2 separate regions of the Rattus norvegicus genome follow, and region 1 is linked to region 2. A link is a contact called in public Hi-C data. All regions are on one chromosome and are shown on one strand. Each heading gives the region's core, a stretch centred on a gene start, on an enhancer-like site or on the middle of the called end of the contact. The rest is flanking DNA. Distances are from core to core; before and after follow the strand shown.

Evidence for each region. Hi-C and Micro-C count contacts between places; a contact is called where the count stands out from the background.
Region 1: a contact with region 2 is called in a Hi-C map of Schwann cells, with 4 times the contacts expected there. The contact joins the promoter of Stambp here to the promoter of Slc4a5 in region 2. A contact is called at or near these places in 4 of 12 Hi-C or Micro-C datasets (Schwann cells, frontal cortex, hepatocytes and 1 more).

What each region holds. Positions count from the first base shown.
Region 1 is chr4:117,633,631-117,641,211 of GRCr8, forward strand. It overlaps Stambp (Stam binding protein), which reads right to left and starts at 4,590. Exons shown (of 11, transcript NM_138531.2): 1 at 4,550-4,590; 2 at 3,152-3,322; 3 at 2,250-2,466. The coding sequence starts at 2,452.
Region 2 is chr4:117,277,171-117,284,828 of GRCr8, forward strand. Slc4a5 (solute carrier family 4 member 5) reads left to right here and starts at 6,124. Exons shown (of 27, transcript NM_212512.2): 1 at 6,124-6,216.

The DNA.
Region 1 (7,581 bases), core at 3,340-5,839, 350 kb after region 2:
CGAATCCAGCAAATGAAACGCATGCCCCCATCCATAACTCTGCCCCAGGCCTAGCTCACCATGGACACGGACAGATACCCCGCCCCATGTTAGCCTCACCACTAACACTGACATTTGTCATTCAGGGTAACACCAGGTCATGAATAAAAAGATAAGAACCAATTTCTTAAGCATCCGTTAGTCTTATTATTGTGGCTGTTACTGTTGGTGGTGGTGTTGGGGACCAGACCCAGGGTGAGCCACATGGGACAGATTCTGTATCGCTGAGCTGCATCTGCAGCCCTCCACGGACCTTAACAGCATTGATACATCTGGTTCTGTTTCTTAGGAGCTTGTCACAGTTGACACTCTCTTTCGGACCATTAGCCTCCACTTTTTCACAGGATCTTTTCTTTATGGGAAAACATGCTCTAGAATTTGCCGCCCTAAAAATACAGCGCTTTTGGGGCTGGGGATTTAGCTCAGTGGTAGAGCGCTTACCTAGGAAGCGCAAGGCCCTGGGTTCGGTCCCCAGCTCCGAAAAAAAAGAACCAAAAAAAAAAAAAAAAAAAAAAATACAGCGCTTTCATGATTCTTATCTCCATTCAGTGACTTCCTCATTATTTTACTTTGTATCTTACCTGAGTTTCTACAAAGAGCTGTCTAAGCTGGGTGTGGTGGCGAACATCTTTAATCCTAGTAGTAAGGGGAAGGAGCATCTGTGTGTCAAGCTTGATTTATATAGTGAGTTCTAGAACAGCCATAGCTATGTAGAGAGATCCTGTCTTTAAAAAAAAAAAAAAAAAAAAAACCCTAAAAACCAAAAATCCCCACCCCTCCCAAAACCTAAAAAAATCTGAAAAACAAAACCAAAAAACACTCAAAACACCAAAATCCCCATACGAGCAAACAAACACCAACCTGCCTACAACAGGGTTTGGCAAAGTAAAACTAGTGATCCAAACCTAGCTAGCCATCTTTTCTTGTACACAAAGAAACAAACAAAAATAACTGGAAAAAATCTAGACGCTGAAGTTTGCCAAAGCTAGAGGAGGGGTGCTACTGGCACCTAGTGGGCACAAACCAGGGGTGCTGCTAACCTCCTTCAACACTCAGATCAAGGACAGGACCAAGCAGTCCCTGCAGTGTCAGAGCCGTGCTTGAAGGGACTGACGAGAAGCTCAGCGAGAGTCGTGTACTGACTGATAAACTCGGTGTGAGATGACTGCTGTGCCTGTGTCTGGGAGGACACACGTGGGGCTGGTAAGAGTGTCTCTTGTAGGGAGAAGAAAGTGGAGGGAGGTTTATTATGGTCTCTAGAGACTGCCTTTTCTAAGACTAAATGGAAAAAAAACAAAAAACAAAAAACAAAAAACATGCTCTGGACAGAAACCTGAAACAGGAGCTGCAAAACCGTGGAGGTGTCACTGCAAACTGAAACCCAGGCTCCTCCTTAAGTCCCAGTTTGTTCCTCTGTAGGACAGAGCCGGAGGGTGAAGCACCTACTTAGCACCCAGCGCCAGTGAAGATCAATGAAAAGATCCCAGGGAGACCTCTCCTGAGCCCCCAAGCTCCTCTGCGTTACCAGCAACTTTTCAGGTCCCGTCGTACTAAACTTATGACTAGAATCGACAAGCAAGACCTCTGCCACATCATCCCCTCCCTCGACCACACACCGCTCCTGTCGCTGGAGCTTAGGGAATCGTTCCCCTGGTGATGGCCTCGAAATCATGTATTTATGCTGCCCACCCAAGTATGGTGAATGGACAGCTCAGGAAAGGTCTCACTGTGCTTGAGTCACACGGACAGCAAATGGTCCATCGTCTCCTGTAGGCTGTGACTACGGTGGTGGCTAAGAAGGAAACCTCTATCTCATGCCACTCCAAAGGCACATGATGAGTACAGGAATCTGGGCTCTGTTACACACCAGCAGTGATCCTGTAACTGCCTGCCCGAGCAGAGAAAGGGCAGTCGGGACACTCAACAGTGCGGACACATCCTGCTTAATGGCCAGCTCCTTTGTCTAACAGCTGGGACTTGTGGTCACAGACTGAGAACCAACAAGTCTTCTACTCATGAAACTCAAATAACACCACCTTCTGTCCCTGTGCCTTTCAATGGCAAGGACAACTCACATGTGGAAGGTCTCTGGAACCGATCAGTGGTTGACATTGTCACGCACCCTAGTGTCAGCAACTCTGAGAACCACAGGGGCAGAATACAAGAGATCTCAGTCGCAGGACCCAAAAAGAGAACTGCAGGTGTCTTACGTGATGTACTTGTTGTAGAGGATAAAGGCATGTTCAATGTTGCCTTCTTCAGAGTAAATGGATGCCATGCGGATGATCTCAACACCGGAACGAAAGTAGCGACGGGGCGGAATGTCTTCATTTAACTCAACTGCACTACCGAGTTGCGACAGAATCCTCACCCGGTCTTGGGGTGGGAGGCTCACATCTGCATGGTCAGACATTGGACCGATGAGTTCTGAGACAGAAGAGAGAAAACAGGTAACATCAACGTCAAGGTCACAGCTTCCCAGTGGTCTAGCACAGGATGAGCGTATCACAAACTTCCCAAGAAGTTAGAAAGAGGCAGGCATGGTGTAGCACACCTTTAATCCTATTACTTGAGGATCACAGAGACAGGTTAGATCTCCGAGTTCCAGACCAGTCTAGATTACATAGCAAGTTTCAGGACAGCCAAGGCTACTTAGAAAGGCCCCGTCTCAAAACAAAAACAAAACGGACAAACAAAACATTAGTGAAAATAAAACACTACATACAATGGCTCTTATCAACAAATTATCCTTCCTGGCTTCAAGAACAACCAGATCTTGATTTGAGGACTGACAGGTTAAAAAAAACAAAAACAGGGACTGGGGATTTAGCTCAGTGGTAGAGCGCTTACCTAGGAAGCGCAAGGCCCTGGGTTCAGTCCCCAGCTCCGAAAAAAAGAACCAAAAAAAAAAAAAACCAAAAAACAACAAAAAAAAAAAAAAATCAAAAACAAACCCTCGTCCTGCAATTCGACCCTGCAAGGAATGCAGCTGTTAACAGCACTGTGGATGGCCCTGTGGCTCCCTCAGTTTCAGTAGGAAGCCCACCGTAGGGCTAAGAAATATCTTCTACTCATTTCTCTGTGCAGATACCCACTTCCATTTACCCAGTACCTGGCAGAGTGTGTTCACTGCACCCTCATGAAGACTGCCTGGTGAGGGGCTGGAGAGATGGCTCAGAGGTTAAGAGCACAGTCTGCTCTTCCAGAGGTCCTGAGTTCAATTCCCAGCAACCACATGGTGGCTCACAACCATCTATAATCAGGTCTGGTGCCCTCTTCTGACCTGCCAGGCAGAAAGCTGTATGATGTATACATAATAAATAAATAAATAAATGTTAAAAAAAAAAAGACTGCCTGGTGAATTCACACTGACCATTTCATCTCATAGAGAATAAATGGTGGTATTTACCAGGATATACTTCCTCAGATTTGAACATGAGGTTAATGGGAGGGGGTCCTTTCTAGGGCGAATATTACCAACTCTGCTCACTAAACCACCCTTCACTTCAGTCCATCACAGTCACCGTTTTCGGGGCTAGGTAGTTAGTACCTGGAAGCATCAAAGTATACTTGTCTCCACAAGCCAAGCAGGGCTTGCACGGCTGAGTGACAGTACCTCAGTTGGGGTGGGACTCTCTAGGAGTTCCTACTCATTGATGCCCAAACTCCAGGAATTTACAGTCTTCCTAGATGTTGCTTCTGGGCTCTGTGACACCATCATTGCACATAATCCGGGGTGAAATGGGGTTGTCCATGTGCACTGGATAACGGCACACCCTAGCCAGCCTGTTCTAGAATACACTCGTCTTAGGTTTCAGAGGTCTTGTTTTTTCCATCTTATTCCTTATTCCTCAGTCAGGATTCCCATCTGTCCCCCACCCCCTAACCCCCGGAACCGCAGATTACAGTGGTTCGTTTAGCTGTTGTTTTTCTGAGTTCTACTCACCTGTCCTCAGAGATTTTTTTCTCTAGGCCAATTCTGCTTAGCTTGCTTTAACTTTGGGGTGGCATTTTGTCCATGAAGTTTCCCCACTAAACTCCCTTTTCTAGTAAAAGTTGGGGGCTGCTAGGGGTGTGGGAGCATTGTGAGTATAAACCTGCCCGTGTCCCTAACCGCCGAACTGGGCACAGCCCAGAGTAGCTCATTGGAATGGGATGCCAGGCACCTCGAGAGAGAGGCACTTGTGGGTAAAGAAGGGACTATCCCCCAGAAGCCATCGAGTGGTTCGGGACAACATAGGGTTCAGCAACCCTGCCGAGCTTGTGCATCGGATCCAGCAGTAACTGCTGGCAGCGCCCATCTAGAAGGCACTCAGTTTTCTCGAAAATGCAAGGAGTGTTGAGAACAGGCCTGGCTGGTCAGGAGCCAGCCCTGAAGACAGGGCCATCCCGGAGCTCGCGCGCGGCCGGCCGGGGCCAGGGACATGGACCCCACACACACGGCCTCTCCCCGCGGGGTCCCACCGCGCCAGGATCCCCAGTCCCGCAGCATTCCCGGGACCCTTCCCACCTTTCCTGAAGGATGACAGTCGGAGCTTCCGGAAACGTCACCTCCGATGACACGCCCACTCTCGCCACTCCTTCAATTACGCTCCAAGGATTTAGGACTTGGTGTGGAGAAACGGTGGGTGGGGCTGGAATCTTCCACCAATGAGAGCGAGCGCTGCAGCAGTCGTTTAGGTAAAGAAAAACGAACCAGGAAGAAAAGGAAACCAAGTGAAAGAGGGAACTGCAGCACAAGCAGCACAAACCAGTATGTTTTTCCCCCCATTTATTTTTTTATTCACTTTACATCCTTATCGTTGAACTCCCCCACTCTTGCCAGTCCTCCCCCTCACCCGCATAATCCCTCCCACCCCTGGCTATACCGCCCTCCCTCCGTCCCCCGTGGCACGTCCAGTCTCTGCAGGGCTAGGCTCATCCTCTCCCACTGAGGCCAGAGAAGGCAGCCCAGTTGTGGGAACGGAATCCACAGACAGAGAACAGCTTTAGGGACAGCCCCCACTCCAGTCGTTGGGGGACCCACATGAAGAACGAGCTGCACATCTGCTACGTATGTGCGGCGGCCTAAGTCCAGCCCACTTATGCATTTTGGCTCTCAGAGAGCCTCCAAGGGTCGGGTTCCGAAGCTTGAGTTTTCTGTCAATGGCTCTGCCATCAGAATAATAGCAATTTAATATTTCAAGGGGGATAGCTATCTGTCTTGTCATTCACAGCCGAGCTGACATCACTGTTTCAAACAAAACATCACTGACTACCTAACTAAGCAGACACCCTCTGCCAGTCAGTCTTGTTTTTGCTTTTTAATCATACATTTTTTTCGTGTGTGTGTGTGTGTGTGTGTGTGTGCGTGCGCGCGCGCTCGCGTGCGTATGCGTGTGTGTGTGTGTGTGTGTGTGTGTGTGTGTGTGTGTGTTGATGCGGTCGGTGAGGCTGTGTGGAAGTGGGAGTGGGGAGCATGCCACAGAATGGTGATTGTCAGAGGACAACTTGTGGGACGGCTTCTGGGGACAGAACTCAGGTTATCAGCCCTGACAGTAAGTGCCTCTACCCTCTGACCCTTCTCACTAGCCCATGTTGGCTCTGCTTTAGCTCTCTTCATAGTCCTCAGTCCTGTAGGATTCTCCTAAAATACGGTTTCTCAGGAGAAGGGAGATTTTCTGACTTACTTAGCTCCGTCTCCATGACTTGTGGTCCCAAACTCAATACACATTCTTGGATGTGCACTGAGGGAAAGGTCGTCTGTCTCACTCACGGTCCCCAGGATGGCAGGGGTGGACTAATCAACTGTGAAAAGTGGAGATGACAGGCTGATCATTTTGTTCTTGGGGCCAGATCTTCTCTACGAGGCAATCAGAGCCAGGAGCAGAAGGCATTGAGATGGGGTGCACTCATGAAGATGGGGTGCACTCATGACTTTAGTAGGTGTCTATCATACTAAGTCTGCAGGAGTGCTTGAGGAACGTTGAGGAAGGAAACCTCAGTTCCTGCTCTGAAAGGCTACAGTTGTGAGATACAGAAGGAAACCCACCAGGCCGGGCTGTTCCCTGCACCACAGCACTGCACAAGCCTGTCTTAGACCCTGCTGAGGAGGTGAGCCAGTTTGAGGAGGAGCATGTTTGTGCAGTGCGTTCTAAAGAGAACTAGCTGGTCACAGCATTGACCTCTTTGCTGTGAGCTCACTGCGACTGAAAGAGACGAAAAGGTAGAAAGACAGCACCACTCGGGGGTGGGGGAGATGTCGAGTTTACTGGTTCAAACACAGGAAAAGCCACCAAGACTTAAAATTTGCCCCCAATTATTGCCTGTGCATTTTATACCCGATACTCATCTCCAGCTGTAGAACACACCTCAGTGAACTGGCTCCAATCTCCAAAGGCCAAACTTATTGCAACATCGGGACGGGCTTGTGGTTCTAAGTTCCATGTTGTCTGAAGACAGGCTTTTCCTATAACCAAGAACAAACTAGTTAGGGAAGTAAGTTCCTACACTCGTTGGAAAGATCTTCAGTGTGTTATTTGTCTTGTTAAAAAAATGCTTAAGCCAGACATGATGGGAGAGCTTTGCAATGTTTCTTTTAATTGTTCGTTAATAAAGGTATTAGTCAGTTGCATCAGTTCTCCGCCCTTCTAACAGGTGACATTAGTATATATCAAGGAAGACCACTAGAGTGAATTAGCAGATCAATGAACTGCTGGCATTTTTCAGGGACCAAACAATGAGATGAAAGAGATATTTTTATATCTTTAAAGTGGGTCAGGAGTGGGGGGAAGGTGGTCTGGTGCACCTCTCACACCTCTCGGAACAATGTGGTCCAACATTCTTATCTTCTGTTTTCTTCATAATAACTACCTTCCTTACACTGGGCTAGAAAGGTTGGGCATGCATTTATTTCTCTTCCACTCTTTCTATTATTGTGGGAAATGTTTGTTGGAAAAGCCTTTGTTTTGCATGTTTAAAAAAAAGTATGAGGGTTCTATCTGCATATCCACCTGCAGAAGAGAACCTCAGGTCCTATTATTGATGGTTATGAGCTACTGTGTAGTTGTTGGGAATTGAACTCAGGACCTTTGGAAGAGCATCCAGTGTTCTTTACCTCTTAGCCATCTCTCCACCTGTTTTTCATTCTTAAACTCATAAATACAATATTCCCTGTCAACTCCCAGAAGCAGGGCTCTTCTCCATATCCAGATGCTTTGAAAATGAACTGCACCCACCAGAAGCAATCCGTAGAGAGGCAGAAGCAACCTAATGCAAGCCTTCCTCCCTCTGGGTTGAATTCTGCCCATACTCTGTCTGATGCCTTCATTCCTTAGGCCATCCCACTGTTTGGAGCTTTCATGCTTGAAAAGCATTGAAGATGCTTCTCTCCTTTCTCCCCTTTTGACACAGAGTCTCACTCACAGTCCAGTGTGGTTTGGAACTCACCAGGTAGCTGGGCAAGCAACAGACACATGGGCGATTCTTCTGTATCAGCCTCATAAGTGCTGGGATCACAGGCATGGGCCACCAGCCCAGCTACAGCTCCTGGCCATAGCTGGT
Region 2 (7,658 bases), core at 4,874-7,373:
AGTTCAGAAAGAGCTATAAAAGGGTGAGATTATTCAGCAGTAAGTCTCAGAGGCTGAAAACATTCTAGACTATATTGTCCGGAACTAAGCCTAGTTTAGCAGCTAGAGGCAATAAGCCTCAGAGACAGCAATTACATCAGGTGAATAAAACTACATTTACATCACTGACAGCCTAGAGCCACTGAACTCCCAGGCTCTGCTAGCCCACACAGGATTCTCTCCAGATTTTATTTAATTCCATATAATCCGATATGATACAAGTACAGGAGGTAACTGCCCCAAACCATCTGCTTGTCTTCGTTCACAGGAGAGACTGTGTCTGTAAGGCCACTTTCTAGACAAAGAGGCAAAGTTTTCCTAAGGAACGAGATAGTAGTGTCTTGGTTACTCTTCTGCAGCTATGAAGACACTGTTATCCAGGCAGCTTATGGAGGAAAGGGTTTGCTGGAGGCTTACAGTTCCAGAAGGTTAGTCCATTGTCACCACTCATGGAGGGACCAGGGAGGATGGAGCTTAACAATGAGACAGATTAAAGTCTCATGCAATGGCCAACTTTATTCAGAGAATCAGACATTTTATACTCCGAGGGTTAAGCTAGGTTTTATGAGCAAAGTTTGCATGAGTTCAGCTGTGTACAATCACAAGAGCAAGCTGTGCATGGATGGAGTGTAAACAGCAATGCATGGTCTAGAGCAAACCCACGCTGATCTGCTGCCTGTGGGAGGGGCACGGAAGCACATCCCACAAACAATCCTGTGCTTTGGAGGCCTCAGATCACAAGACTCTTGTCCTGTTTTCCTGGAGTTTCTCATAAGCCCTCAGAATTCTCCTCACAGAGCTTCACTCATAAACTCTGTTCTGACATGACCATCATTGCAGGGATCATAGTGGCAGGCAGGCAGGTGGTCACGTCTTGAAACAAGAACAATGAGGCAGAGAGAGAGAGAGAGAGAGAGAGAGAGAGAGAGAGAGAGAGAGAGAGAGAGAGAGCGCTAGGAATGGTGTGGGATTTTGAAACTTCAAAGCCAACTCCCTAGTGACACACCTCCTCCATCCAACAAGGCCACTCCCTCCCATCCTTCCCAAACAATTCCACCAACTGGGAACTAAGTATCAAATATATGAACCCTTGGGGCCATCCTCATTCAAACCATCACAGATAGGGTCTCATGTAGTCCAGGCTGGCTTTAAACTCACTACTAAGCAAGGGTAACCTTAAACTCCTGATCCTCCAGTCTCTGTCTTCAAAGTTCTGGGATTACAGGCCTGTGCCATTTGCACCAAGTTTTACATAGTGCTGGGGATTGAGCCCAGGGCTTCGAGCATGCTAGGCAAGCACTCTGCCAGTTGAGCCACAAATGCAGCTCCTGTGAAATGTTGCCATGCCAGTGTGAATGGTCAATGATGGTATTTCTGCACAGTTCTAACTTGCTTACGTTTTTTCTCCCCAAGATTTACATACCTTTACTTTTTTATGTGTATGTGTAAATGCCTGATGTGTATGCCTCATACCTCAGAGGCCAGAAGAGGGTTGTGGAACCTCTGGAACTGTTCAGTTTGGGCTGGGGTCTCTGCAAGATCAATATGCTGGTTGGTTTTTGTCATCTTGACATAGTCCTAGACATATCTGCGAAGATGAAGGAAAGTTAATTGAGAAAATGCCTCTATAGTACCGGTCTGTAGTCTTGGCTAGCGAGATAGCTCAGTGGTTAAGAGCACTGGCTGCTCTTCCAGAGATCCTGAGTTCAATTCTCAGTACCACATGGTGACTCACACTGTCAGTGATTCCAGATGCAGTGGATCCGACACCCTCACACAGACATGCATGCAGGCAGAACACCACTGCACATAACATTTAAAAAGAAAGAGATTAGTCTGTAGTCAAGTCCGTTTTTGTTTTTTTTTTTTTTTTTGGTTCTTTTTTTCGGAGCTGGGGACCGAACCCAGGGCCTTGCGCTTCCTAGGTAAGCGCTCTACCACTGAGCTAAATCCCCAGCCCAAGTCCGTTTTCTTAATTAGTGGTTGATATAGGAAAGTCCAGCCTACTGTGGGCAATGCCACCCCTGGGCAGGTGGTCCTGGATTGTATAAGAAAGCGGGATGAATAAGCCATGGTGAGCAAGCCAGCAAGCAGCACTCTTCCCATGGTCTGTGTGTCAGCTCCCGCCTCCAGGCTCCTGCCTTGAGCTCCTGCACTGATTTCCTTCAGGAAAGGACTGTGACGTGGACATGTAAACTGAAATAGGCCCTTCGTCCTTAGCAATAGAAAGCTAAGGCAAGCAGTGTGTGCTCTTAACTGCTGAGCCGACCCTCCAGTCCTTTCCCCCTGTCCCCCAAATGAGTAAGACATGGAATCTTTTCAAATGTTTAAGGACCATTTGTTTTCCTAATGGTTTTTTTTTAAGTTGATAAAAAATGATTCCATACTTGGTCTAGGAGAATCTAAGGACAAGGTTGTAGAGTTTCCTTTAAATTTTAGATTTATGATTTAAAAAAAAAGATAATAGTCACAGGATTCAAAATTGAAGAGGAGTAAGAGTTCTTTTCCAGTTTCTGGGCTCCCTCGCTTCCCACCTGTTTTGATCAGTCATAGACCACATTCAACACTCTGAAATAGCAAAATCTAGCATCCCATTCTGACCTCGCTCCTGTCCTGTAGACCTAACCCCACACCTGCCAATCAGCTTCATTCTGACCCCTTTCCCGACCCCTCACCTGCCCTTCTCATCGTATGGGGTCCTCTGTACCACAGTGGCACCCACCGGGAGAGCCTTGTGTATTATGGTATGCTGCACCAGGGCACGCTTCTATTTGCCAGTCTCCAGCACAAAAATCACACGTCCACTGTCTGGACATGAACCTTTCGAGACTGGGAGAGGAAGCTATCGATATTGAAGCCAAGACAACAGGAGCTAATGGTGAACATCCAAGACAGGTCAGGTCACAAGCTCAAGAGCCCTGTCTCCACGAGCAGCCATATTTAATTTCAGGCTGAAAAATAGCTGCTCAGCTCAACCAATAATTAAGTTGCTCTTCTCGCCTACTCCCCAGGTTGTTCCTCTCCCTTCCTCCCCTTCTTTCTGTGATTTAATTAGCCTCTCTCTCTCTCTCTCTCTTTCTCTCTCTCTCTCTCTCTGTTTATCTGTGTTTGTGGATGTACATGTGCCACCAAGCATATGTGGTAGCTAGGCCAGAGGACAACCTTCAAGAATTTGTTTTCTCATTCTATCAGAGGGATTTCAGGGATAGAACCAGGGTCATGAGACTCTAATTTACCCTCTAAGCCCCAAGCTTTGCTACTGTTCTGCTGTTGGAAACAGTGTCTCACTATGCAGTACTGGCTGACCTGAAACTCCATGTATAGACCCTGCTGGCCTCAACTCACAAGAGACCTGCCTATTTCTGCCTCCCAAGTACTAGGATTAAAGACATTTGCTACTTTATTCAGCTGCTGTTGCTGTTTCTGAGACAGGGTCAGGCTCTCTGACCCTGGATGCCTTGTGCTTCATGGGCAGCCCAGGATGGCAACAAACTCATGCAAATTCTCCTACTTCATCTCCCAAGTGCTGCTGGGATTACAGGTTTGAGTCATTATCGCCGGCTCGTTCGGTTCTTCAACAGGGTGTGACCTTGGACAAGCCATTTTACCTTCTCTAGGCTTCAAGTCTCTCATCTGTCAACGGAATCAGGCATGATAGGGCTCGCTAGTGAGGGTTTGGGAGACTTTTTAATTCTTTTTTTTTTCTTTTTTTCGGAGCTGGGGACCGAACCCAGGGCCTTGCGTTTGCTAGGCAAGCGCTCTACCACTGAGCTAAATCCCCAACCCCGAGACTTTTAATTCTTTAGGCATGTTTTTCTTTCTGTTATTATTGTCCAAAATGTTGCTAGCATCGTATTTGAATTTCATACAAACTTCTGAATATTTAACATATTTCCCCACTCAGAAATATGTTTTCTTATTATTTATTCCTAAGCAAAGTTTATCACATACTCTTGTTGAGACACACATGTAGGCAAGTTCACTTCTAGATGTTTTGCAATAAAAATTTTTTAATATTTTTTATTTACTTGTTGTGACAGGGTCTTACTATCTCCTAACCATGCAGACCAGTCTGGCCTCAAACTCACAGAGATCTGTCTACCGTTGTTCTCAGGGTGCTGGGATTAAAGGCATGTGCTGTCACAGCAGGCTGCATTGGAAAAGAAACCTCCCCTCCATATGTGTTATCCTAATCAGAACATGCTAATAATCTATCAATAGCACACAAGTGCCTTTAGTGCCAGTGAGTCTCGGTGATAGCCCCTCCCACCTTGCACGCACCACGTCAAGGAAGTAGAGCTTCAACACCTCAGTCATGACCCGAATAATAAGACTCGGCTTGGCGGAAGTGACCAAAGCCCAGTATCCTACTTCAGCCAGTACAACCTGGATGGAGGACAGAGGGAAGTGGCCAGTCCTAGCTGCCTGCCTGGTCTGGTCCCCTTTGGGACCGTGTCTCAGAGATAGCTATCCAGGTACCCTCAGGTTCTTTCTGGTCTTACTTGTTTCCAGTGGTAGCATTGCTCAATGGCTATCAGGGAAGCTTTGTTAATCTTGGAAGATGGGAGACCTTGGGGGTCTGGCTTGCTTAAGGGAAGGGGTTGCCATCTAGCAAAGCTCATTTCTCTCTGAGGGAAATGAAATTCGTGTCTCTCCGCCTGCTACCGAGGATAACCTCTAGGTGGCAGCAGAGATTAGGCAGGAGGGGCGGCCCAGTCCTTGCTTTCCAGGGCTGGCAAGGGACGCTGGTTCTCAGACTCTAGGAAGGCTAGGAGTCCTCCTCCCCGTCTCTGCTAAGAGACAACCCACCCAGTTGCCTCCTGTCCAGGACATGTTGCCAGCTTCCTCTGAGTGTCACAGTATGAAGTGTTTTTAGCCAGACACTGGCCTAATGTCTGCGTAGACTCAATCAGCCTCCGACAGAGAGGTCTTTACCCCCTTTCCAAGGTCCACAGAGATTTGAGCTGGCATCTGAACCCATTTAAAAACCCAAACAAACCCAATTTTTGAATTGGTATTTGAACACAAGCATCTACAAGCCATGCTTTATTTTGGTAACAGGGGCATAGCAGCGAATAAAATAAAGTCTTTCCCGTATTAGTGGGCAAGGCAGTAAAGCAAACAGGCAAGGAGGTACATGGTGCCCAGATGTGCTGTCTGTAGCCCTGCCCACATCAGTCCCTCGCCGTTTCTCAGTATAGCAGCTGCACCACTAAGCACCCTCAGTGTGACAGATCTCTTCCCAGCATCTTACCAGTCCTTAAAGATCTAAACCCCTGAAAGTTGAACACTTTCCAGTAGGCTGTAACTTTGTCTCAACTGAGGTCACATGGTAGGCCTAGGCTTGCCAGTGGGCTGTAACTTTGTCTCAACTGAGGTCACATGGTAGGCCTAGGCCTGTGCAGTTTCCAGAGTGATGCCACATTTCTCTGGGCCTTAGTTTCCCTGCATTTAAAATGGGTACTTTGGGGTAGGATGAGATCATCTTTTTTTTTTTTCCAACTACAACATCCCTCCAAGACAGAATAAATGAAGCGAAAGATCTGAGGCCAGAGAGATGATTTAGCCATTAAAGGCACTTGCTGACAGGGTCAATACCTAGGACCCACAAGGTGGAAGGTGAGAACTGAGTCCCACGAGTTGTACTCTGACTTTTGCATGTCTACTATGGCGTGCCTGCGTGATACACACACACACACACACACACACACACACACACACACAAACACACACACACACACACACGATACAGAATTTCAAAGAGAAAAGGTCTTGGATAAAAGTGAGCAGGGAGATGAATTGGTATTTCAGATTCAAGGCTGGAATATACCACAACTATGAAATAAATGCTCACCAGGTTAAAATCACCTATGAAATCCAAAAAGAAATTGGGAACGAAGTCCCCTGCCCGTGGCTGTTGATGTCCCCAGTCAGCCCCTGCCACCTGGGTCTGTCCAGCCAATCAGGCATCTGTGCCTGACCTTGCGGGAGTATTCCTTCCCCCACCCCAGTCACATGGCTGACCGCTACTGAACCCCAGAAGTCAATCTCCAATGCCCCAAATACTGCTCAGCCTGGAAGCCACAGAAAGCCTTTCTGCAACCCAACGGGAGTGGAGCCAGGGGCTCTGGTCTTCCTGAGATTTGGAGCCTGGTGTCCACTGCTAAGAACACACAGGTATGTCTGCAGCAGGATCATATACGAAGCGTGTTTTTCCGCATGTGGGACCTGAGTGTTGAGGTGTGATAGGCACACACACTGTCCCAGAATGCTAGACAAATCCTCTAGGTGAGCCCAGGGTGTTTGCCTTTCCTTATTAGACTGTAGTTGTCTTTCTAGAGTCCACTGGACTGATGAATGGAGCTGAGCAGAGCCTCTTGTGCTCTCAGAACCCTGGAGGATCGTTTCAGCTTGCTTTCCTCTGAAGGAAGCAAGTATCTTTCACACATGTATTTCTGTTTGTGTTTCCAGTGCGTGTGACACTGGCAACACTTCAGAAGCACCCAGAAGCCTGAGGCTCGCCTTTTCCCCCTGAGAGTTGTAGAGAAATAGATGGCACCTGCTCTTCTAACACGGGATGGAGAAAGGCTAGTGGCTAGATATCCGTTCTGCAGTTCTGCTTCTAGGCTGTGGATATGGTGCATGGCGTGGCTACTGACAACTGCTCAGGGACATTTCATTTTCTTGCTTTATTCTTTCTCTTCTGGGGTGTAGGGGTTTGCTTGGCTGGCCTGGGACAACTAATGAGCCTCCAGTCAAGAGCTGGCCTTTCATTTCTCCGTTCTTCGTTTTCTGTTTTGTTTTGTTTTGTTTTGTTTTGTTGTTGTTTGGTTGGTTTTGGGTTTTTGTTTGTTTGGTTTTGGTTTTTTGTTTATTTGGTTTTGGATTTTTTGTTTGTTTGTGGTTATTTTTGTTTTGTTTTGTTTTGTTTTGTTTTTGAGGTAGGGTCTCATGTGTCCCAGGCTGGCCTGGAACTGGCTATGTAGCACAGGCTGGTCCTGAAGATCCCCTTGCCTCCATCTCTCAAGGTATCTGAAACGACGTCCACCTTCCCTTGCCTGGTTTCTAGCTCCTCGGCCTAAGGTCTGGCACGGTTCTGCGTTTATTTGACAAAATTATCCACGGTATGCCAGAGGGGAAGTCTTTTGCTGAGGTCCTCTGGTTCACCAGACGCCATGCTGTCTGGTCTAACATTCTTAACTGTAAAGGTCAAATTGCTTAAAGTACAGACGGAACAAAAGACGAAATGGGTGAGCGTCTAGTGCAGCGAAAGCTTTCTCTTAGGTGGTTCCTGCCCACAGCCATGGCTGCCTGTGATGAGGTTGAATTAGCACTCTCTGACGTTCTTCCCTAATAATCAGACCCTTTCATCCTGACTGTGTCCAGGCCTCTGGTGCACATATCCGAATGGGTTTGCCTGAGTCAATGCACCCTGTGATCGTGTAGGTAGATGGCAGATGACTGCCACCAGGGCGTTGACGGGCATGAGGTGCTATGGACCCTTACGGGTGGCTATATCCCTGCTATGCTAGACATAATGGCTGCTTGGGTGAAGACTTGGGGTGTCCGTGTGCCAGGACACCATTGATTCAGCCTCCAAGTTTAGAATATCGGTCTCA